2 separate regions of the Anas platyrhynchos genome follow, and region 2 is linked to region 1. The links are chromatin contacts, called in public Hi-C maps. All regions are on one chromosome and are shown on one strand. The core of a region is the stretch at or near the end of the contact, and the rest is flanking DNA. Distances in the headings are between cores, read along the strand shown.

Region 1 (3,913 bases), core at 1,094-3,593:
TCATTGTAGCAGTTCCTCCAGTTCCACGGAAGTCCCAATAAAAAGAGACGAGGAGGTGCTTTCCTGGCCTCTTCCTGGAATAGGGTGGCATAAGCCACTGCACAGAAGAAACGTTCCAAGCCCCTTTGGGTTTGGTGAACCCTGTGACAGTTACATGGAAAACAGACACCCAGCTCCTGGCACGGGCACGAGAAAACCCTGCACAGAAGCATCCAAGTGGTGGAGCTCCAGGAGAACTTCAGCCAACGCTGCTGTCAACATGAACACCGCTGCGTCTGCCTGCCCTCAACATCCCACCCCCGTCCCACTTCTGTGCCACTGCTCATGTAGCACTACAGCAAACGTACCAGGGAACCAAACCCAAAACAGGCAGAATTCATCCTGCTTTGCCACATCCATGCTTTTCACATTGCTACTCCAAGCAATTAAGTGACCACCGGCATATTTAGCACAGCTTCTGGCTGTAATCGTAGTGCCCAAGGTCATTCATTACCCCAGCTGCTACAAGGATAAAGTAACAAATTAACTGCTAATATTTAGGACAGGATAAAATTATGCTTCCTTGAAGGTGTTTAGGCAGCTGATCTGGCATTTCTTTACTCCATCAGACTTTGAATTCCCACAAAAAAGTGGTTGGAATGATTTGGCCGAACATTTAAAGCAATGTAACCATCCTCTGCAGAGACCCTTTCAGGTTTCCATGCTGGAAGTTTTCTGCACAGCACCCAGCGCCAGAACAAGTTTCTGCACCACAAGCATTGCTCCTGCCGTGACTGTCAGAGGGGTCAAACAGCAACAGGCCATCAGAGCCTGCACTGCAGCTCACCCACCCGAGCTGAGATCAGAAGAGACACTTGGCTGGGGTGTAACATTTCTGCTGTCAGCACAGCACGTTCTGCCACATTCCTTAAACACCTGCAGAATTGCCGTAATACTCCTGAAAAGCAGCAGGCCTCCGGGCAGCTGGGGACAGAGCGGCAGGCCGAATCTGAGGCCATCTGAAGGTAGCAAACTCCCTTCCCCATCCAGCTAGGGCCAGGCTACGAAGAGCAACCAGCTCAGGGAACCACACAGGAGCAGGTGACAGCTCTTCCCCCTGCTGAGCCATGTATGACTGCAGGACTGCCTGCACACGGGCGTGCCCTCGGTGTTTGATAGCAGATTTTTCTTAAGGTCAGGTGTCTGAGTAATGCTTTCTGAATCCAGCAATGTGCGTATTGCATCCTGTGGCAATAAACTCCACGCTTCAGCACCAAGTACCTCACATCCTTTGTTTTCACTCTGCCAGATGACTTCTCTTGGAGCTCTGCAGTTCTTCGGGGACTGCAAGCCACCACCTGTTTACTTTCCTTATTCCAATTATGGTCTGGATATTTTCCCCCTAGTCTTACCTTTTCCAGACTAGAGGTTTACTTGCCAAACTGCTGCAGTCTGCTTGGGTTTCGGTTCAGCATCGATTATTCTTTTGGGAAAGCAACAGGGAGTCGTTCAGTGTGAGAACTGAATCCCTGGTCAAATTTCAGGTGGAGAGTGCTGTGCAGCAGGACAGGGGCCTGGCTCAAACCCGCATTTTTCAACAACGTACCATCACTCACAGCCTGCAGTCATTAAAGAGGTCAAACCACTGAAACACACACAGCCATGGTAAAGCAAAGAGTTTGCTTTACTGATGAAGAGACTTTTGATGACCATCATCTACTCTTAGACTGCAAGCAATTTAAAAGGGATTTATTATGCCAAATCCGAGCATCTGAAGTGGCTGTCAACCCTGATACATCAGTGTCAGCATTCATCACAACACTGAGACCACCTCAGGCGTGGCGGGGACACAGCATCAGTCCTCTTATTTCCCAGCCTTGCACCAATGAAGCTGACACCGATTGTTTCAGGGGATGTGCTATCAAGAGGCTTCCAGTGGAGGAAGCCAGTGGATTGTGTTATCATGAAACACCAGCAAGCTTTTTGCAGCTAACAGGTGCTTCCAGCCAGCTTTTGAAGAGCAGCAGAGGAGATTCCCCCCCAACCAAGAGCTGCCCTGCTCAGCCACCACTCCTGTAAAACCACCTGAGCACTACGTGCACCTCAGCTTCCTTCTGGACTGTGCTTTATGGGGGGCTGTTTCTGTACAGCTGGACCACACGTTACGTCAGGTCTCCAGTTTCAAGCAACGTCAGTAATACCAACAACCACATAAAGCATCCAGAATCCCCCTGATTGGGGGAAGTTTGGCGGAAAGCACGCAGCGGGATGGACATCGGACAAGACACAAGGCCAGGGAGCCTCAGGAGGAGGCAGAGAGCAGCCCCTCTGGCCTCCAGCAGCATGACACAGCCTGAGAAGCACTCGCTGTGACGAGCGAGGGAGACGCCTGCTGGACTGCCTTGCATGATACAAGTCGAGCTTCTGAATCACACCACGAAAGTGGCATACAAGCAGTAAGTTTTAATAAAAAAATATAAAACATTTGCAAAATCCCGAAGTCTTACTATGAGAGTTCCTAAGGCTGTACTTTTCTCCGGAATGCACTTTTCCTGTGTTCCTCCTTGCCGACTCGCCCTCCCGCGCTATGCAGCAGCAGCGCTGCGTGTGCCAGGTGCTGCCCCAGAGCAGCTCGGCCGTTTGCCCCTTCAAGGGGCTGGATGAGATGCTTTGTGCTGAGGCCTGTGCTCCACGCACAGCTCAGACTGCAAGACCACAGGGAACTCTTCTCTTTGCTCTTTTATCTCCCCCTGGGGGGCTGTGGCAAAGGCTCTGTGCTACGCCTGCTCACAAGGATTGCCCGTGCTAGATGTCAGAGCTCTGCTGGGTGCTAGTGCCTCTGTAGTCCGTGGGGCTTGCTTTGGAAGTCTGATGGGAACATAAACGTTTGAAGCACAGTGTTCCTTGAGATATTCTCCCCCCTTTTCTTCATAGTCCTTCCTGGTTATCCAGCCTTCCTCACGGGTCATGTGTTCCACTGCCCAGTCCCTAGCCCCATACCAGGCATCTAAAATTGGGCTGGAGGCAAGGTGAACCTGGATGGAAGGAAAACACAACAATAAATGTAGGAGAATATTGAGTTGTTTAAAAACTAAACACAGAAAAGTCCTTTTTATGCTGGTTAGAATAGTATAGGATGCAAATCACAATTTCAGAAGTCTCAGCTGATAATTCAGTGCTTCTGAAAGGAGCACTAGGGAAGGATCTGACATGTTTTCACCTTGAGATCAGTTCACCATGAGACTGCAGTTTCTACAGACTACAAAGCCTGTATTATCACATTCACAACCAGCAGCCCTCACAGCTGGAAGCCAACACAGGAGGACCTGGTAGTAACACAAAAAAAGTATCAAGTGCTCCATTGTGAATTCCAGCAATGCTGCAGGCTAAGAAATCACAGTATGTGGGGAAAAGACCACACGTGTCCTTTCCACTGGTGTAGATCCCATTTCTATTTAAGTGATTCCTGTCACTGCAGCTTAAAATGCTTTCCTGCTGCAATTACAGGCAGGCTAGACTAGACACCGTGCAAGTACCATATGAAATATCTGAAATGACAGATTTTTGACAGAACCAAACTATGGAACATATTTTAATGGAAAGAAATCCTTATTCTGTTAGAAATAGTGATATTCAAAGCAGCTCATTCTCTTCCCATTGACAACCTATGGACCCCAAACCAGCAAGCAATATCCTTCCTAAAATTGCCAGGTACATGGTAGTTTGTCAGTCACACCCTGCTCAGAGCTACAAAAAGTCACTCCACACAGCAAGTGTTACAGAACCTGTTACAGGACCACAAACTGCCACAAGATTTACTGCTTTTCTTCTCCTCCTGTGCTTAAAGCGATCTGCTATTTGAGACAGTAGTAGATTTTGGTACATAAGCTAGTTTCAGACCAGCAAGAGAGGCTTTTACAAAACGCATGGCAAG
Region 2 (4,079 bases), core at 377-2,876, 60 kb before region 1:
GCAGCTCCTGGCAGCCAGTGTGGGGCCTGGGGGCTTCCTCGCTGGAAAACAGGGCCAGGAGCACACTGATGCTGATTTACGAAGCTTTGTTCAAGAGAGGTGGAAAGCACACTTGTAAGTCAAACTGGAAGCAAAGTGGGATTTTGTTTGGACACCACCGGCCTCATGTCAGCAAAAAGGGAGGCAAATGTGGACAAAAGAGGAGTAAGGCACTTCCCATCACGGCACCGTTTCACCAAACGCTGGCGTTTCCCTCAGCTGGAAACAACCTGCAGGCATTGACACCTGCTGGGTAAACCGGTACAAAAAAGGGAAAGACAGCGAAGAACAAAACTCGCCCCACACCACGGCAAAACCCCCTCACCACGGCGAGTCCAAGGCATGCCGGTTTGTTTCCAGCTCGGAGGCCAGCACAGGAAGCCTGCAGCTCCTCCAGCTCCCCCAGCACTCTCCTGCGTGCCTGCATCGAGGCGCTGAGCTCCCTCCGGGCAGCACGCCCACCACCACCACCGCGCTCCTGCTGCCCGGCCAGAGCTCTGCTCTGCTCATCGGGGCTGGCTGAGAGGCACGTCACCCCCAGCGGATCTGCTGGCCTGTTATTTATTCTGGATGCTCTGCCATTAAGGCTTTAATTCAATCTGGGCCATTTAAGAGCCATTGTGTCCTAACGACAAGCAGCTCCATAATCACGTTTCGCCTGATTATGGAGATTTGGACAAGTAGATGCTGGCGGATCGACCTTGCGAGTGCTGTCCCTCCGTGGGGAAGATGCAAAAGCATAAATCCTGGCTCATTAGGGTGTTTGGGGTTTTGTGCTGAAGGCTTTGTGGTCACGGCTTGACAGAGCTCGTGGGAGTCTTTAAAGGGTTAAGAATCAGACAAGGATTTGTCTTACCCTAAAGCAGCTTTGAATTCTCCACTGACCCCTGCAGCAGCCCTCGTCTTGGCTGTGCACCACGGCTCCCACCTGCCCGCGGGACCTGCTCACCACTGCCTGCAAAACATTTCCCTCTACACCCCGACACACCAGAGACTGATGGTCACGAGACACCAAAAAAAGCCCCACAAGGTAATAAAGCCCGTCATGGATAGGGTGCCAATGAATTCATGAGGACACTGCTTGGGTAAGAGGCCAGACACCTTGCCAACTCGCCCTAAAGTCAAGTTGGCATCGAGAGGCGCAGCAGTGGGAGCACAAAGCTGGGCAGCAGCAAGTCCTGGCTCCTTCCTCCAAAGCCAGAGGGACGTCACATTGAGTGCTCGCCCACTGCCTGTGCTCCAGGCAGGCTGCAGAGGGACACTGAGGGAGGACGTGGACATCTTCATCCCCCTGCCAACCACCCTACAGCGACCTGGCTTAAAAACATCCCTCCCGTGTGACTGGTGACACCAAACCCGGCTGTAGGAGCAATGTGCATTTGTGGGTTTTCCAGTGCCTGAATAAAGGGGAGCCCAGCTGTGGAGCTTTGCAGTGCTGGAAGACAACCCACCACTTCCAGCACTGCCCCCGATCCCCTCCGCTGTCTGCAGCACGGTGCGAGAGGCAGGGACCTGAGCGAGCAAAGCGCTTCTCTTCGAGGCTGCTGGTGCCACACGCCTGGCTGGGAAGCTCAACTCCTCCTCCTCCCACCACAGCACCAGCGAGGCCATACAGGCAGGAAGGATACGCTCCAGGGATGCAGAGCGATCGCCAAGAGCAGCCGATTGCCTTCTGCTGGTAAAGCCTCAGCACACCGCTCGCAGGGACACTGCTGAACTCAGGCAGCACAGCAGGAAGGGCTGCAGGGGTTAGCAGCCAAATCGCTGCCAGCTTAAAGGGTCGAGGTGACTGCAGCCTGCAAAATGGGCTTTTATGGGTCACATCTGAGCGATCAGCAGGCAGCAGCCTCCACTTCAGCACTTCTGATTAACTCCACTCTGACACTTCTGATTAACTTCTTAAGGAGAGCTCAGTGCCTGCGATGCTGAGCTCTTTCAAATCTGTCCTTCGTGGCGTGTAGGCGGGGGGAGGTGGGGAGAAGGGGCTGGGTGCGTGGATATACTTCATTACAAGTTGTGGGAAGCAGTTCCAAACGCAGAGCAAATGAAGGAACGAAAATTATTACAATAAGAGTGGGGGTGAACAAATTGTTGTGAATAATTCATTGCAAATGATATTAACTGAACAATCACTCAAACGTATTTTCCATTATTCTGCTTGCTCTGCCTATAATTGAACCTTTCACACGCCAAGATGCTGTACATTAATCTTCGATTTATATTTTATCATTCACATCTGCGCTGAGTTAAATGGAAAATGCTCTCACAAAAGCTGTGAAAATGGATCCCCAAAGCAGCAGGTTTTAAGTCACCCTCTGCCCCAGGTCCTGGGGCAGCCCCACGCAGATCCTCCTCCCCGCACACCACAAACCCACTGCCAGCAGCTCCCAAGCCTCGCTTCTCCTCCCCCAAACCTACAAATCAGGGGGAAGACAAAGAAGCCGCTGCAGAGGCCCTAAGGAAAATTCAGCGTGGGGTAATCAGCTCTCTCACCTGAAGAGACAGGACAGCGCTATCATTTTACATTTATTTTACTTCCCACAGAGGTTATACGAGAAACAAATGTTCCAGGAAGGTTCCTGAACCAGATGGAGACTTCTCCGTGGAGAAAAATGCCTTTGTCAGTGCAGTTCCCCCAAAGTCAATAAACTACACCATAAAATTCTGGATAATATCACACTCCCATCTATACCTGGCTTCTGCATACTTCAAGTATTACTAACCCATCACAGACAAAGCCAGCTGATACAGGGAAGAAAAATGAACAAGACAACAAACAAACAAACAAAACACCTTTCTGATAGCAGCTCCCAAAAACATTCAGTTGTCCAGACTGGCAAGCAGGCTTCCCTGCGTGCTCCGAGTTTACACACACGCACGGAGTTTTTGCAGGTCCAGGTTTACGTACAACCTTTGCACTCAGCGACTTCTTTTTGAAAGTGATGTGTAAACTCTTCTGTTTCACTGTCTGGTTCTCCTCTCCTGAAGGACACCTAAAAGCTGCTCTTGCAGTGAGGTTCCTAAGGCAGTGGAAGGATTCTCTGACATTTACACACGATTTCACACAAGTTTCACCTGGGTTACGGTGCACACGTCTGTGCACCAGTAGAAGTCACTTCCACCCAAACACAGCTTTAAGCCAAGCCCCAGTTTGGCAGAAGAAACTCCTCCAGCATCACTCGCAGTGCTGTACGGGTGGTGCCAGCACCAACACGTGTGCCAGCAAAGGTCTCGGCAGCCTGACCCCCGGCCGGGCTCTGGATGGGCTCAGCTACTTCATGATGGGCTTCTCCTGCTACGGTTTTGCAGGGATGTTTATCACATAGGAGAAACTTTGCCAGAAAAATGGTATTGAGGCTACGAGTGCTTTGCCAGCATCGCATCTAGCTGCCTAACGCCACATGCCATGATATTGATATTTAAGAGCCCAACTAAACCCCGAGCAGTCCCAGGAGGAACGTACTCAGCCCTGTCCTCTGCTCCTGCACCGCACCACTGAGAGCCCAGACCGGCCCACTGACAAACTCTGCAGCCTCCTGGAGCTTTCTGAAAGACAAAATAAGCCGTGGAAAACAAAAACCATGCTCAGCTCAAACATTGAGCACGCCTAAAAATAAATATGGCCCGTTTTGCCTGCTGAGCTAGCAGGCGAGACATCCCACCCTGCTTGATGGCTGAGCTTTCTCAGGCAGGATCAAAGCCTGCGAAGACACCTCCCACCTCGGTTACGGCTGGGCACACACGTCCCTCCTACCATACCCACCAAATCTGGCAGGTTTGGAAAGAGGCCAGCAGAGTCCCGTCTGCTTTGTGCCACGTGCACGAGGGCAGGGAACATTTCATTTCATCCTCAGCCCAGGAGCTTGCAAGGAAAGCCTATTTCTAACTGTGACACTTCTCGACCATCGGAGCGCACCCGCGGCCACCCGCAGAGCCAGCCATAGCACTGTCTGGTGACTGCTGCCTACAGAGAAAATGCTCTTTGGTCAGTGGGCACAGCCAGGTGCCCGAGCCCTGCCGCATCCCACATTTCCCATGTT

The links. Hi-C and Micro-C count contacts between places; a contact is called where the count stands out from the background.
Region 2: a contact with region 1 is called in a Hi-C map of F1 follicle, with 4 times the contacts expected there. The contact joins two enhancer-like sites. A contact is called at or near these places in 4 of 8 Hi-C or Micro-C datasets (F1 follicle, liver, skeletal muscle and 1 more).

The regions. Positions count from the first base shown.
Region 1 is chr21:7,181,186-7,185,098 of IASCAAS_PekinDuck_T2T, reverse strand. It overlaps ACTR5 (actin related protein 5), which reads right to left. Exons shown (of 9, transcript XM_027472951.3): 9 at 2,423-3,014. The coding sequence ends at 2,757. Among named protein-coding and RNA genes, the nearest start is that of PPP1R16B, 10 kb to the left of the region's middle. Within about 2 kb of position 2,343, at least 2 of the 8 cell types and tissues checked have an H3K27ac peak or open chromatin away from gene starts, as enhancers often do.
Region 2 is chr21:7,239,983-7,244,061 of IASCAAS_PekinDuck_T2T, reverse strand. The region is part of intron 3 of PPP1R16B (protein phosphatase 1 regulatory subunit 16B); the gene reads right to left. Among named protein-coding and RNA genes, the nearest start is that of DHX35, 33 kb to the left of the region's middle. Within about 2 kb of position 1,626, at least 1 of the 8 cell types and tissues checked has an H3K27ac peak or open chromatin away from gene starts, as enhancers often do.